Linked DNA regions of Mus musculus: regions 1, 2 and 3 are each linked to region 4. A link is a contact called in public Hi-C, HiChIP or PLAC-seq and Micro-C data. All regions are on one chromosome and are shown on one strand. Each heading gives the region's core, a stretch centred on a gene start, on an enhancer-like site or on the middle of the called end of the contact. The rest is flanking DNA. Distances are from core to core; before and after follow the strand shown. Region 1 overlaps Stard13 (StAR-related lipid transfer (START) domain containing 13). Region 2 overlaps Stard13 (StAR-related lipid transfer (START) domain containing 13). Region 3 overlaps Stard13 (StAR-related lipid transfer (START) domain containing 13). Region 4 has its middle 52 kb from the start of 1700028E10Rik.

Region 1 (3,646 bases), core at 1,112-3,611, 250 kb before region 4:
TTGTTCAACAATGCGGCATGTGGTCCTGACCTAGAATGTGAAAAATCTGCCCCCCCCAAAATAACCCCTCCCCAAATTGTTTTAGAGTGCAAGTTGTAAGTTTTCTTCACATGCTTTGGATGAAGTAAACTATCAGGTACATTGAAGACTCCTCTTTAACCGAGTCTTAAGAGACTATCAGATTTCATTGGCTGCTCTTTCTGGACTTGAAAAAAGTAGTCTATGTTTATATAGAGATGTCAAATGGAGATCTAGAGAGCTGAGTGTGTTTATAGAGAAAAGAGACCCCTCAAATTGACTTTATTCTCCAGGTGGAATGGTTTAGTGTAGGGGGCAGTGCTGATGTTAAGGTCCTGTTCTCCAATTGGTTCTTGATCTGTCAGTAAAGATGCCATGGGCCAATTGCTGGGCTGAAGGTACAGGTGGGACTTCTCAGGAGGAGCTGGGGCCTGTGGCCGCTACTACAGGTGGGTGGTCAGGGGCTAGGTGGGACTAGCCACTGAAGTTTAGGGCAGGTGGGAGGTATGGAGCTAAGAGTATTGATAAGGGCACCCATTTCCAGGCAGGATATAGTAGTGCCTTGCAATGGTGCCAAGAAGGCAAGTTCAAAAGGAACAACCTGTGTGTCTTTTATCCTTGGATTCAAGGGAAGCTGGGAGGGAGCTGGTAGTACAGCCAGTTCCCAGAGCTAAAGGCCAGTAGCTCAAAGCTAAACAAAGCATTTCAACAAGACAACAGATTAAGAACTGTGAGTGTGCTGTTGTGAAGAAGGTGGCTGGTGCTGGATGCTGCTATGAGGGTCTGGGTAGTAAGTTGAAATGGATAGCTGCACTTAGGCATGGTCAAAACCCTGAGGGCAACTGAGGGCCCTACCTCTGGAGGCATTGCCTCAAGGTCATGCCTGATTTAAGCATCATGTGAAAAGACAGAGAATTTATGCTTTTAATACACAAAGATGGCATAAGGCCATTCCCCGGGATCTTAAGCTGGGAAAACTGATGTAGGAATGAGTTTTCTCCGTCACAATATGGAAGGTAACAGAACACACGTATAAAGTAGTTCGCAAATAGATCTAAATTCGATTATATGTGATGAGGCTATGTAAACTCCGAAGTGATACCAGAGCTCATTTTCATAGTCAGAGGCATAGAGTGAACATGGCTCACCCTCTTGTACCCCACATCTGAAGTGCTCCCAAAGGTAGAGTTTTGAAGACTGACATGACGGCAGAAATAGAAGATTGTAGACCACAACAGAGACAGTTCAGATTAAAGGCTCAGGTTCACACCTCTGATGACAAGAGTTTGACTCCCAGCACTCAGGGAGTTCATGGCATCTATATACCGGTCATACACAGAGGAAAAAGAGAAAGGAAACGTAAAAGTAATAAGATAAATCTTTAACAAAAATCTTTGCTTCGTGCACAAAATTAAGGAAAATATTGAATAAAATCAGTGAAGATAAATGAATTTCATGTAATATTTGGGCCCGTCCCCAACATACCTTGCTGAATGCATAAGTGTTCAAAAATGTGAAAAAATTTAAAATACTTTTCTTCTTTAGCATTTTGGGTAAGGAGTAAAGAGCATGGGTTAAGATGTAGGAGCTCCTGGTGGGACTGAAGGATATCCTGTGAAGAAGATAACACTGTGTGATGTAAAATATAGTTACTCTATCCTTAATAATGGTTTATTTTTATTTTACGTGTAAGGGTGCTTTGTCTACATATATATGCTGCCAGGAAGGACAGGATATATATGTGTTTTGCAGGAGATGTGGGGCGTGGAAGACAATGTCCCAGGGGTGCAGATGGAAATCAGGCCCCTTGTCACAGTTTTGAGAACTCAGTAATGCCCTTAGCATCCAGCTTAGAGGGTCCTAGCCTTGAGGTTTTACTCACAGTATCTGTGTGGCTTTCCACCTTTGGTCATGATCCAGAGTCTTATTAAAATGCTGACTTTAATGGGAGCCTTTGAAAAGAGCTATCTTTCTAAACGCCGGCCCCTTCAGGCCATTTAACATTACCATGATGCTAGTGTGGATCAGTCAGTAGTGATATTTGTCCAAGAACAGGAAGCTTGGCTCTGCCTTGCTTTCACCATGGAGGAGTCTCCTCTGTTGGCTTTTTTCTAAATGAGAATGCTCTTTACTAAAATTACATATTTGTTCTGGATGGATATCACCGGAAACTGAGAAATGGGTTTTTAAAAACAAAACAAACAAAACAAAACAGGTTAGGGGAGCCGTACAAATCTGCAGCTGTGACAGGAGACAAATCCACAGTTATGCAGACATCTAGAAGCTAAAGTTGCAGCAGCCATTAACATTGCACCCAGGCCAGTGAGTCAGCCTGTTGGGATGCAGGAATGCTCTACTTGGTATGTTGGCAGGCTGATGAACCAGTCCAATTGCTGGAGAGCCTCCTCATCCCACTTTCAGCCTTCAGAAATGCCTCCCAGAAGGGTTTTGGTGAGTCTGTAGCTGAGGTACAGAATGAGGGCCCAGAGCCCTCCACCTGAGGGCAGATGCTAAGCCACATGGATATACAGCAGAACAGACAGCAAGCCAAATAGGAGCTAGGCGTCACCACCTACACTTCCTTGTACACTTTCATTTTTATTTCTTTCCTTGACTCAGCTAAACAAAATTTCCCAAGACAGGAACAAGAAACTGTGGAACTTGGTACTGCAACGGCATGACAACGTTCCTGTTGTAAAAACAGTTCACTGCTTGTATGGCTTAGACCAAGGAACTGACAAGCATTTGGGTCCAGAGCAATACCAACAATTTTTGAAAGGCGAAGAGTTGGCTGGCTTCAAATCTCACCTCTGCCTTTTGGTCTGTGGTTTGGGGGCAACTGACTCTACAGAGTTTCTTCATCTTTAACATAGAGTGCAGGGCCTCCCAGAGAGGTCCCATGCCAGCATTTATTTACTAACCACCCAGGTTGACCAGAAAGCCCCCCCCACCCCCCTGCCCAAGAGCCATTTCTCAGGTCCAACTGCCTTCAAGGGAGTACTGTAGCCTTGGATGACTAAGGCACGTGGAGACCACACTGAAAAACTCAAGTCTGTGATTTTTGCAGATTGGACATGAAAATTCTGTTTCATAGAATATGTAAACTGGACACACAGCTGTTCGGTTCTTAATTCTCTTTCTTGATCACTTTCTATTTCCATCCAAAGCTGGCTGTAGTTCTGTGGGGCACTTGATTCTCAAGTCTCTGACTCTGTCTCCTATCATTTAGCCTAGAGTGTGCTGTGTGGCTGCTTAGAATCAGCCACAGACAAAGCCCAGGACAGAGACTGACAAGTGAGGGGGCACCACATGTTGGAATGTTTTTATTTGAAAATAGACTATGAGTCTTCAACTTGCAATGTGAAAAGCAATATTCTATTCATGTGCACATATTTTCGAGGTCCCCAGTAAGCAGGACGGGAAAGAGTGTGTGTTACTGCAGCAGACATTAAAAAATATCCCAAGCAGGTCAGACTACCAAGGTGACTAATTTGCAGGTTGCACAGAGAGCCTTGAGTACGTTGTTCACGGATATCCTGCCTGAGAGTTCTGCAAAGCAGTTAGGTGACAGGGCAAAAAGCCCATCACTCCACATTGTGGGAAACATTGTGTATCATTAGTTTTTGAC
Region 2 (3,868 bases), core at 448-2,947, 170 kb before region 4:
CTTACCCTGACCGTTTACCAAGGATAAGCACCCCATGGGATAGCAGTCAACTTCAAAGAAACCTTCACTAAATGCCCGGGTACAGAGGACATTGCAAACATCATCACTTGTCAGAATATAGCCTAATGGGCCACATGAAGTCCAAGACCCATCCTCAGAAAGAAACAGGCTCTTTATAAACTAACTTTATCATACAGTGAATAGGCAGCAGTGGTGCAGAATCCACTACTCTGTGTGTGTGTTAGAATTGCCAGAGAGAGAGAGAGAGAGAGAGAGAGAGAGAGAGAGAGAAGGAAAAAAGAAAAAAAAAAGAAAGAAAAAAGAACATTTGATTTGGATGGGTAAGGATATGAAGGATTTTGCTGGGTGGGTTAAGTGGTGCAAGGGTGGAGTTACTCAAGCAAAGGAAACATAAAAGCGAGGCACAGAAGCATGAAGAGGCAAGGGAGCCCTCATGGAAAATCACTGTATGTGGGGTGGGGGGTGGGGGTGGGGAGTGGGATTCAGGCGTCGGGGAAGGGTGGGGTTCTCTCTGCATAATGATTCTTCACATATTTCTTGACAAGGACTTGTGATTTTTTTTTTTTTTTTTTTTTTTTTTTTGCTTAGTTCAGGTGAAGCATTCAGACTACGAATCTATTAAAATAGCAGGTATTTCAAAGACCTCACCAACCTTGGGCAAAATGAATTCACAATGCAGTTGACTTGAAATGATAAGGTGATGTTACAATTAAATTGCTTTGATGAAATAAGACTCTTTATTGTTCTGTATGGCTGCTCTAGCGAAAGTATTTGGTAAAGTTATAACTGCATGAGGAGAAGGTGAAGGCTCAGAGGGAAGAGGCATTTGTTTCCAGGACTGGAAACTGTTAGGTTTCAAACCCTAGACAAATGGCAGAGGGGCCTACTTAACATATCAAAGGAGAGGCTTCCAGGTTCTCCCAGATAAGGGGCCATCCTGGCTGGCTGGTGTGCTCCATCCCCTGCCCTGAATTCTCCAGCCCATTGGGCTGGGCTGCCCTTCCTCCAGCTTCCCTTCGCTATATAATCTAACCATTTTGGTTACCTAGTCTCTTTTTGTACCTTTGGGCCTCCTGGCTGCTGGTTCCCCTCTCTCTCCTCTCTCTCTTCCCTTCCCCCCTCTCCTCGAATGGCTCAGGGTTATGTCTACTTTGGACCCTCCCAGATGTTCCCACCTTCTTCCATGTCAACAATGAACCATCTCCTCCACCATGCCTCACTGGAATCAGGCACATTCCTTTCCCTTTTTATTCTTTCAGAACCCACATGAGATGAACAGGGAGGAGGAGAGTTCGGACTCCTGCAAGCTACCCTCTGCCCTTCACATGCTACACTCTGTGGCACGAAGGCCCCAAAACCCATAGGCACACAAATAAAAGCCAAAATAAATATAGAGCCGGCAGAAGTTGACCACTAGGTAGTGATCTGCCAAAGGCAAACACGAATTTGATTCCGGTCACTCTTCTTCCCTTTGCCTTTAACACAAATGCAATGACTTATCCTTAATTGAAATACCAACAAAGAATGTTATTTCTGCGATTGCCTAATTCCACACCAAGGTCCAATGCATTTGAATGTGAGATTTCAACAGTTCTGCTGCATGTCCACTAGAGGCCTGTGAAGAGCTTCCCCCCCAACCCCGAGTCTCATAACCAAACCGGCCTAAACAGAAACAAATGAGAAATCTTGAGTCAATACTGATAAGAGTCAGATCAAATTTACATGTCTCCTCATGGTCAAGGTCATACACAGGAATAAAACAAACAAGATTCAGTACTCTTTCCAAACTGCATAGTACTTAGTTATAAACATTACAAAACAAGGGAAGAAAAAAAAAAGGCAGTGTTAAAAGCTAAGTTTCGAAAGGTTCAGCCACAATTCCAGAAGGCTGGCAGGCTCTGGCAAACTTTGCCTAAGCAGACGCTGGAATAGAAATTGCTTGCCTAATGAGCTTCCCGGTCCTCCAGTGCATTTTGAATTCAAAAGACATACAAGAGACAGGGCCCTGGGCCTGCGGGAAAGTAAACAGAATAGCAATCTAAGACAGATGGTCTGGAAAGGGACTTCTTAAATAGCGACAACAGGGCAGTAAACAGAGGTCAGTGAGCTACAGCCCAGGAGTGCCAAGAAGACATGGACTGAATGGTCCCTGAGGTGAAGGACAATCAATTGCAGGAGGGGACTGAGTGACCTAGACGAGGTGCTTACCATGTCTGCCAGGCGAGCACAGCTTGCTGGGCTGTGCATATGGGGGAAATTACTAGAAGAAATGAGGTGTCCTGTGACAGTCTGCAGGCAGCCTTGCTACCAGCTCCCCAAATAGGGCCTTCTCAGTGCCTCCTCGGACAAACAAGACAAAAACATCCTAAGCACCCCGTGCACAGGAGTCTCTTTGCAGAAGTGGCCTGCTTTCCACTAGGCTCAGTTAATTAGCAGGAGAGTCGGACAGAGTGGAAAGAAAGAGCCTTTTGTTTGGAGAACCTGTGAAAATATCCCCTCAGAAGCCTGTAACTTTCCCTACAGATTACCCTGGCCCTGAGGACAAGCCCCGGTGCCAGAAGGCACTGCTGTCCCCTCCACACAGCCCACATTCAAAAGGCAGTTAGTTCTCTTTGTTGTCCCCAGGGAGTCAAGCCTTAATGGGTTTACAATGTGGCAGGCTCTTTTGGAGAGTGTCTGCTGCCAGAATCAGGGCAGAGAGAACCCCAGTGAGTGCCTCAGATGTTGAGGTGACCCTGCCTGCACTCTAAGGGAAGCAGCACTCACCCCAGGCCTTGAGAACCCCTGCAAGAGCACCCTGAGAGGTCATGGGATCTGAAAGTGAATCTGCCATTATTGCGAGCAGATGGCCGAAGACCTGGAGACTTCACTCTTCAGACAGGACTGTGAGCATCAGTGTCCCCAGATCAATCCCAGGTGAGAAGAGTCACTGCTGTTGTGACATCACCCTGTGTTTCCAGTTAATCTTGCTGTCAAAGAGTGACCCCTCTTTCTCAAACCTCTCAATGTAGGCAGAGAATAGCCTGGGCACGTTCTTCTCACCTTGACTGAAAGGAGACCTGGATGTGGCCCATCTAGGGAAGCTGCTTGAAAGACTCTATGGCAATCCCCACCAGCCTAAGCTCTGCCTCCAGAATCACTCTTTTCACCTTCTCTTATTTCAGAAAAATCTTCATTTTTAAACCAAGACACTCAGATAGTCCGTGCTTTTGGGAGTAGAGATTTCATAATCTTTTTAAAGCTATAGTCACGTTCTCCCACCCCTACTTTACAACATCCTTCTGGTCAAGGGTTGCTCCTTGATGCACAGTATTCCCTCTTGCTGAAATCTCAGCCTATTTCCTGTTACTCTCATGTTGATTCATCTGTATTCTCTCCTGTCAAGAATGGTTTATTTGTCCATTAGGATACCCAAGGTCAGCCTCTGCTCATCTGCTCCCAGACCGTACCCTTATGTACAGTTGTTGATGTGCCAGCTGCATACCGTGGCGCTTTGTCTCTGCTTATATTACAGCTGTGTGATGCTAGAATCTGGCAAAGAGTTCCAGAACCACAAAAGGAAAAGACAGGCAAACTCTCAGTGCTGCGGGCACTTAAGGAAGAGGAAAAAACACGAAAACAAACAAAAACAAAGAACCAAACCCCAAACCCCATGTATTTCCTACTGGGGAGACTGCAACACTGACTTAGAAAGATACGAGGAGGTTAAGCCATACCGAGGATGAGCTGCAGGGTTAAAGGAAAGACTTTCTTCCCAAGAAACCCCTTGAGTGGTCATCCTATCCCCAGAACCATCAAAGACAGGAACAATAATGGGAAGCCATTGGTAGCACACTACTCAAGAACA
Region 3 (4,255 bases), core at 183-2,682, 230 kb before region 4:
ACTCACAATGCTTTGTTTGCTTTTTCTCTCCCTTTCAGATCTTTTTGCTTATATATTATGGTTGAGCTTTTATATATTATGGTTGTGTTTTCATGTTGTGTGGGAACATGCCTGTCTTTGTATCTATCCGTATTCCTTGTACTTTTTATTTGGCTCTTTTTTTTCTACTCTTTGTTTTGTCCTCCTATTCTGATTTGTTTTTATCTTATCTTTTTATTACTTACGAGGTGCTTGTTTGTATTCTAATGAGAGACAGAGTGGGAAAGTAAGGGGTGTAGATTTGGGTGGATGGGATGTTGGAAAGGATCTGGAGGGGGGAGCTGGGGAAGAGGAAACCACAATCAGTATATACTGTATATATATAAAAAATCTATATTCAATGAAAGAAAAAGGAAACCTGGAGGATAGAGAGCAAAGTGGTCAAGAGAAGGTTGGGTGAACACACGGATGGTGATCCCATGGATATCAACAGCTGGGGAAACAGATTTAGAACCACAGTGAATTCCAGTGTTCAGAACCTAGGGCCAAGGAAGAAAGCCAGCCTTGGGAAGGTGAAAGTCTGAGTGTATATCAACAAGAACCGAAGGTGTCTCAGAAGCCAGGGAATTTGCACTCATGAGAGGAGGGCGTAGTTGATTAAGCATTTAAGACAAAACAGGTGCTGTAAATCCACACGTTCCTTTGTATTTATTTACCCATTGTGGGGGCCAGGCGGCACTGAGTGGGCGGAGGGAGGAGGGTTGAGAGAGTGCAGGTACTAAGAGCCAGAAGCTAGTAGTCACCGAAAGCTCTCTTAGGAAGTCCGAACGCTGTGTGTGGTGATGCTCACCTTCAATCCCAGGCAGAGACCAGCAGATCTCTGTGAGTCTGAAGCTAGCCTGGTCTACATAGCAAGTTCTAGGCCAGCTGCAACTGCATAGTAAGATCCTATCTGAAGAAGGAGAAAGAGGAAGTGGAGGAGGTGGGGGAAGAGGAAGAGGAGGAAGTCTTCAGCGAAGGACAGCATTTTAAATTATTCTTGAGAGAAAATGAAGAGTCTATCATCATATATTTCCTAACCAAAGAACAATATAATAATTTGTGGGCTGAAAGGTTATTTCTACCGAGCTCTGGTTAAACTTAACAAATAATTATTGAAGTCTTATTTAGTACAAGGACCTGTACCCACGATGTGCAGTTGAGTAAGATGCAGTCTAGTGATGTGGAGTTGGAAGTCCCTCACAGCCCAGAGGACCAGAGTGGGAGCCAGGCAGTGGTCAAGAAGGGAGGCTGGGGCTCTGCCTTGGTAGTGAAGGGAGAGCGAGAGTTTCAGTGTGAGGGGCTAGGTGCAGCTTCCCAGGCCTGACTCATGCTGTAGAGAAGCCCTGGGACAGGGCAGGCTGTCTGCTCCTCCCTTAGCGACCACAGCAAAACAGTAGGTCCTCTTCCTCCTTCCTCATACTTTAGGCTCTGGTTTGACATTTCCACTGCCAGACCTCAGATGGTTCATGAGGTCTCCTACATTGATTTAATGGCTGGTTTCCTGTGATTTTTTTTTTTTTTTAATTTCCTCGCCAAAGGCATGGGAGGAATAGCAAGCAGAGGTAGGTGTTCATCTCTTCCAGACCATTCTGATTCCGTTCCAACTGCCTGAACTTCTTACCCTTGGCTCCTGTCAGGGTGGTGGATGGAACCCTGTCAGCTAAGGAGTGTTCTGGGTGGGAACCTCAAAGACATTCAAGGAACCACAATCAGTGAAGATGTGCTCCCGACCCTGGGATCAAAGCCCAGCCCTTCATGGGGTCTTCCATGTGCTGCAGCCACGGGGCGTGGGAAAGGGCTTGGTGCTGAGAGAGTCTGGCAAGCACACATTGCAGAGAACAGAGAGGATGCTCTGTGCCGAATACACAATTCTGCTATGTAATTCCCAGACTCCGGGTGTGCAAAAGTCACAGGCCAGGCATAGGAAGGCTTCATTGTGTCTGGGGTAGGATGGGATGTGATAAAGAAAGTAGAGATATAGTCTGAAGTAAGCAAATGACTGTCGCCATGCCACTATGGAGCCAGCAAGGATGGACATGCCTCCCTCTGCTTTCCCCTTGGCTATTCCCCCAAGGATTGACAGCATGAGAAATCACCCCTGTGCTAGTGCTTAAACCCTGGATCTGCCTCTGGCCTTTAGCTGGGGTGTGGGAGGAAATCAGGGCCAAAGGTCAATGGAGAGAGAGAGAGAGAGAGAGAGAGAGAGAGAGAGAGAGAGAGAGAGAGGGCAGGCTGTGCTGTCAGAAAGGAGTTGTATCAGCATGCACAAGACAACTATTATCATCATTTTATGTATATGGGTGTTCTGCATGTATGTCTGTAGCATTTGTGTGTCTGGCACCCATGGAGGTCAGAAGAGGGTGTCAGATCCCTTGGTATACAGGAGTTATAGTTGGCAGCCACCACGTAGGTACTGGGAATTGAACCTGAGTCTTCTGCAAGAGCAGGAGGCACGCTTAACCATTAAGCCATCTCTCCAGCCCCTTCTAAGACAAATATTTTTAAAGGGAAAGGTTTGCATTATGTTCACAGAGACTGTCATTGTTTAATATTAATGCTGTTGGCATCCTTGGATCAAATGGGGGTGTGCAGCAGTGAACTATAATACCCTTCTCCCTGGCATTATCCTTCTTCCTTGCATCCTTTCCTCTCACCACTCCTGGCTTCTTGAGAGGCCCCTCATCACTTCTCATTTATTTAAACACTGGGGAAAGCTGCACTGGGTAGTCATAGCTAGGTCCATCAACACGCGACAGCACACACAGCCCATGCCCTCATTTGTCATATGCTATAATTAATTAGCATCTATTAACAACATGCATTATGCAGATGAGTTGCTATCTTCACATTAATTTAGGAATTCAAAGGTCATGTTTGAGCATCCAGGCCTATGTCTGCAGCCAGCTGCAGTGAATACCACAACCCAGCACTGCAGAAGGTAGCGTCTCACCTCCCCAGTGCTTCAGCCTGCTGTGATTTGCACCAAAGGACAAACTTAGCAAGCTGTTTTGACACCTTTTGTGCCCTCCAGGTGTCCCATAGGGCTAACGTTCCAACCAGCTCACTCAGATAATTGGATTTGCAGTGAACTTTCCATGACATACGGAGGAAGAGACTCTCAGTCAACAATCAGTGACAACCCAGGAAAGTAGAACTTTTAACAGTAGCTTCTAAAATACTGGAAAGAGCTCTCCATGCCTGCAGTAGCAGCCATCTACACAGAGCCTGCTGGACACTGGTCCTGCAGTCATCCTTGCAGCCATGCACAAAGAACTCAGTTGCCATTCCAGGGGTTCATGTTTTCAGCAAAGGCAGCAAATCTGCCTGCCTTATGGGGACTAAACCTCAGAGCTACAGAAAAGGAGGTGGCATACAGCTGAGCATCTACCCTGATTCCTTCTGGGCAGTCTCACTCTCAATAGGAGCTGTATTTTTAAGCTACACTGTCCAACGATTCTGTAGTAAACTGGGATCTGAGAAGTGAACCTGCCACTTGTGAGTAAAATCTCGGCAGTGAACATCCTTTTGCAGGGGACTCTGGCTCTCCTGTCTCCCTGGAAGGAGCTCCCTCTGGCTTTAATTCCCTCTACCATTTTGCATGGCCTCAGAATTTCAAACAACCATGAGAACTGTAAGGCCCATAGAGATTTAAAAATAAAGCAGAGGGATGGGCAGGACAGACTAGCAGGTGAAGGTGCCTGCTGCCAAGCACGAGGACCCAAGTTCAATTCCCAAGATCCATATGGTGGAACGAGGATAGCAAACTTCTAATAAAGATGTCCTCTGGTGCCCCTGCCACACAGCAAGTAAACAGACAAATAAGCAAACAGATGTAATTTCAGAAGTTAAGAAAAGAACCACTAGCTTTGTAAATGCATTGCACAAAGAAGAACATGAATAGAATTCCACCCCCTTACGGCTCTCTGGGCATTAATCAATACTTACCTTATGAATAGGCAAGTTTCTATTCAGCTGCCTATTAATCTCAAAAGTTTTTAAGGCATCCTCGTTCTCCTCTGGCGGGAGATACTCTGTCGCTTTCTGGTATTTACGAGGCAGGAAATCTGTACTGTGTAGAACTCACAGTGAAGAGAAACAATTCCCCGCTAGTTCTCCAGGCAGCTGCCTTTGGCTGCCTACCTACTCTTGCTTCCTTTGATCCACCCAGGGTGTGTGTGACTCTTCCTTTGGCCTCTATTTTACCCACAGCTCCTGCACTCTGAGAACGGAGGTT
Region 4 (3,929 bases), core at 10-2,509:
TAATTTGATGTTTGTCTCCACAGGAAACATTTATGCAATAGGGAAAGTCCAGACTCAGTTCTTCTATACTCAAGTATGTCTGTGTATGTGTGATACAGTATTCACAAGAAACCACTTGTGATGGTTTGTATATGCTTGGCCCAGGGAGTGGCACTGTTGGGAAGTGTGGCCTTGTTAGAGTAGGTGTGGCCTTGTGGGTGTGGGCTTTAATACTCTGGTCCTAGCTGCCTGGAAGTCAGTATTCTGCTAGCAGTCTTCAGATGAAGATATAGAACTCTCAGCTCTGCCTGCACTATGCTTGACTGGATGTTGCCATGTTCCTGCCTTGAGGATAATGGACTGAACCTCTGAACCTGTAAGCCAGCCCCTGTTGTAGGAAATATTTAAAAAGTTGCAATATTTTGTGTTACACCCAGCTACTAGACTAGCCTCTGTGAGGTAGTCTTCCCAGCTCCGTTTCGTCTGCCTTGGAGCTGCCCTCCTGTACCTTCTCGGCCATCCACCCTCTGTGGTCGGCAGTCTCAAATCCCAGTAACCCAGTAAATCAAAACTCTAGAAGCTTAATCAGTCATATTTATATAACAATAAATTCTCAATTCACAAGATGCCTACACAGTAATTTCAGAGCCAGTTGATAATGATAAAAGCTGCCCACCTACATTAGACAAGCTATCACAACTATTCTATCCTTTTATGATATTCATAACTATCTGTGGCTACTTAAAACCTCAAGGAATCTGGATTGTCTTCCTCTCCCTCCATCTTCCTTCCTCCCCCTTTCCTTCTCCTCTGTCTCTGTCTCTGAAACTCTTCACCCCACCTCCCTTTTCCCTGTCCAATCACAGGCTTCTTGTTGTATTAATATTTAAAGTGATTGGACAGGGAAAATTCTGCTATAAGCCCCAATTAAATGTTGTCATTTATAAGACTTGCCTTGGTCTTGGGGGTCTGTTCACGGCAGTAAAATCATAACTAAGACAACACTATTATATTGTTATATTGCAAGCCAACTGCCTGACTCTGGCTTGATTCGCCCCCAACCCCTGTGCATTTGCTATTCAGCATTGTGTATATTTGCTTAATTTATTTATGGTTTTCTCCCTCATCTAGTCTAAATTTCAGGAGAGCAGGAATTCTGTTCCTAGTGCTGTATCCTTGGTAACAGCACCCATGTTTAGCAAGCCTCTGATAGACACAGAGAATGCGTAAAGCAGTGCTCAGAGGGCAGGTTGTGTGACTATGACTCATGACATTCCAGAGTTTAAGGACTCCCCAGCTTTCTGCATTGGTTTTTACAGCTTACTTGTGACACGCAGCCTTGGGTCACTGACTGTGACCAGTGGGAAAATCCCTACAGGGATTGGCTAGTAAGATGCACAATGCAACTGAATGGAGGAGACTAAGCAAAAATCCCCTTCGGTTAAAGATGGAAGTCAATGCTTCTCCATCACACACACACACACACACACACACACACACCAAAATAAGAGCGACCAACTGGCCACTGAAGGCAGTTGTCAAATAGAGAGCTCTTGATGTACTCTAGCTGTCGCCACTCATATTGCCACACCAATAAATATCGCTAAACCATGTACACACAGCAGGAAATCTGAGAACTAACATTCCCATGAGTGACTCTCCTTTAAGTTCCCGCAGCAGAATCTTCCAGCGTCCACAGTGCTGCGTAACTGAGCATCGTTCAGCCTCATAGGCAGGGACTCTCAGGACATGACTAAGTGACTCTCCATTTTCTGACTTCCTTCAGCTTGGGGCCTCCCTGGGAGCCTCCCTTTCATGTGTAACCATGTCAGATATTTTTAGCACAGCCCTGCATAAATCAGACAAACTGTTTAAAGAGTAATGAAAAGATAAAAACATAATAAAATCTAACTATTCCCACATTCCAAAGACATTATAATTGAGTATGCTAATTTAGAAATACCACATATTCCATCACATTGTATTTTTTTTATCATAACCCTAACGTTTGGATATCTAGAAGGAATGCCTCTCTTGGGCGTTAGCCTTCTGACAGAAATAATGTATCCGATACACGAAACCCTCTGTGTATGGTGCTGTTGAGGAAACCCTCAAAGACATTCCAGGGAGCAGAATGACCTAGGCTATGAATATTGCCAGCTGGTGTATTACTTGCTTTCCTATTTTTGGGTAAAATATTTAAACATTTGTATTTCCTTGTTTCCATCTTTTAAACAGGACCTTTGGCAGGAAGGGGAGGAAGAAGTTCTAGACAACTTTAACTTTTAATTTTATTCTCATTTTCCTTTCATAATGGATAATTTACATTGGTTTTCATCTTGGGAAAATAATCTTCCTATATTAAATATAATGCGTTTTGATTTCAGATAAAGATACTTGTATTTGACAATATTATAAAAATTGTAATAGTGTAGTAGTAACTTAGTCCTTCATGATATAGTTATTATTGTTGCCACTATAACTTTAATTATTTAGATATTTTCATATAATAAATTATATGTATTTATATGTGCACATAATATGAATAAATATGTATATAGTAGTACACACATATAAATACTGTGGTAATATATATGAGTCTAATGTATAGTTATGTGTATATGTATATTTATGGTGCAAACTTCCCCATAGTCTCATTACTAGTGTACAAATATATCCTTAACTTATTAGCCCATCAATTATATAATTGCTCTTCTTTAATATGTTATATTATCATTGAATTATTGTTTCATGTACGACTTGTTTCACAGGAATGTTTCTGAATCATCTGCAAGGATAGGCATATGAAGTGTGGCTCTGAGGGCTGATCACTCATACGCCTCCATGTTAGCAGCTTTCTCTGCTTATCATTAGGGTAGTGACATACAGGCTACAGACAAGAAACAAGAGCCATTTCACCCAGTACAAAATAAAGAATCTCTAACTCTACTAAATCTTTGATTTGTGTGTGTGTACATATATGCATGTTCATATGTGTGTATGTGCATATGAGCATGTCAAACCAGAGGATTTCGGCTGCCATTATTTAGGTGCTATCTATCTATGCTGACTTAGGCTCATTCACTGGTCTGGAACACACTGGTTTAAATATGTTCTGCTGCCCAGGGATACCAGGGATCTGTCTTTCCATAATCTGCTATTATCCCAACAAATATCATTTTTCTCAACTGAGCTACAGATTTGTATGAGACAGATGTTTTATAAGGGGAATCTGCCTTGGCTCAATTTTCACATTTTTTATGGCAGGAAGAATAGATCTTGGCTAAGCTTACAGATTCTGAGATGGATAAAAATCACTGTCCTGGAAGGGCTGACATATATCCTCCATACTCACACATGTGCCACTTATGTCATGTGCCAGTCACTAAGGTGTAGCAAGAAACACACAGTCTGCTTCCCTCCCGAGAAGACCAAATGTGCTGAGTGTTTTCTGATTATCAGTCCTCTGACTTCTTGCCTGTTAGACTATTCTCAGAGAACAGAACTGAGGCTACCATCATCATACCAACCTTGGCCAGGGTCTCTCTTAGTAGAGAAATGAAAAAGGTTCTTCAAGATCATAAAATCAGTCAGCCAATAGGTGGTAAAACTAGTCTTAGTTCCTAACCACAGCTCAGTCACTAAGCTCTATCTGTCTTCACTGTGATGTGTTTATCTTTCCTTTATCATATTAACATATGCTTGGCTCATTTGGTTGGCAAATTGGCCTATTTATTTTATCTACCATCTGGTTTAGATCACTATCAGTCTTTTTTCTCCTATTCAGACCTAATTACCATAGTGTGAACATCGACCGAGTTTACGTATAAATGCTGCCGTGTCTTCTCTCACAGGTCCTGTGGCTCTGTACACTGTGGAAGAATGAAGCCTGTGAGGACAGAGTTAAGTGGGTGAGTGTATCCTGCTGTGTGTAAGCCTCCCAAGGGCCC

What was found. A called contact is a pair of places that touch in the nucleus more often than the background predicts. HiChIP or PLAC-seq counts read pairs in DNA pulled down with a chosen protein or histone mark.
Region 1: a Micro-C map of muscle stem cells shows a contact between it and region 4, with 5 times the contacts expected there. The contact joins two enhancer-like sites. A contact is called at or near these places in 4 of 484 Hi-C or Micro-C datasets (the C2C12 cell line, muscle stem cells, myocytes and 1 more).
Region 2: a Hi-C map of ventricular fibroblasts shows a contact between it and region 4, with 8 times the contacts expected there. The contact joins two enhancer-like sites. A contact is called at or near these places in 7 of 484 Hi-C or Micro-C datasets (the 3T3-L1 cell line, cortical neurons, embryonic fibroblasts and 3 more) and 1 of 115 datasets of contacts at active chromatin or transcription factors (extraembryonic endoderm stem cells).
Region 3: a contact with region 4 is called in an H3K27ac HiChIP or PLAC-seq map of trophoblast stem cells, with 8 read pairs. The contact joins two enhancer-like sites. A contact is called at or near these places in 2 of 484 Hi-C or Micro-C datasets (the C2C12 cell line and muscle stem cells) and 1 of 115 datasets of contacts at active chromatin or transcription factors (trophoblast stem cells).

The regions. Positions count from the first base shown.
Region 1 is chr5:151,067,355-151,071,000 of GRCm38.p6, forward strand. All of the region lies in intron 4 of Stard13 (StAR-related lipid transfer (START) domain containing 13), which reads right to left. Among named protein-coding and RNA genes, the nearest start is that of Kl, 120 kb to the left of the region's middle. Within about 2 kb of position 2,362, at least 66 of the 459 cell types and tissues checked have an H3K27ac peak or open chromatin away from gene starts, as enhancers often do. A contact at or near this core is called in the C2C12 cell line, muscle stem cells and myocytes, where this site is marked.
Region 2 is chr5:151,140,809-151,144,676 of GRCm38.p6, forward strand. The region is part of intron 1 of Stard13 (StAR-related lipid transfer (START) domain containing 13); the gene reads right to left. Among named protein-coding and RNA genes, the nearest start is that of Stard13, 47 kb to the right of the region's middle. Within about 2 kb of position 1,698, at least 151 of the 459 cell types and tissues checked have an H3K27ac peak or open chromatin away from gene starts, as enhancers often do. A contact at or near this core is called in cortical neurons, where this site is marked.
Region 3 is chr5:151,085,224-151,089,478 of GRCm38.p6, forward strand. The region is part of intron 3 of Stard13 (StAR-related lipid transfer (START) domain containing 13); the gene reads right to left. Among named protein-coding and RNA genes, the nearest start is that of Stard13, 100 kb to the right of the region's middle. Within about 2 kb of position 1,433, at least 38 of the 459 cell types and tissues checked have an H3K27ac peak or open chromatin away from gene starts, as enhancers often do. A contact at or near this core is called in trophoblast stem cells, where this site is marked.
Region 4 is chr5:151,314,697-151,318,625 of GRCm38.p6, forward strand. It overlaps a transcript of Stard13 not described here. Among named protein-coding and RNA genes, the nearest start is that of 1700028E10Rik, 52 kb to the right of the region's middle. Within about 2 kb of position 1,260, at least 85 of the 459 cell types and tissues checked have an H3K27ac peak or open chromatin away from gene starts, as enhancers often do. A contact at or near this core is called in the C2C12 cell line, cortical neurons, muscle stem cells and 2 more, where this site is marked.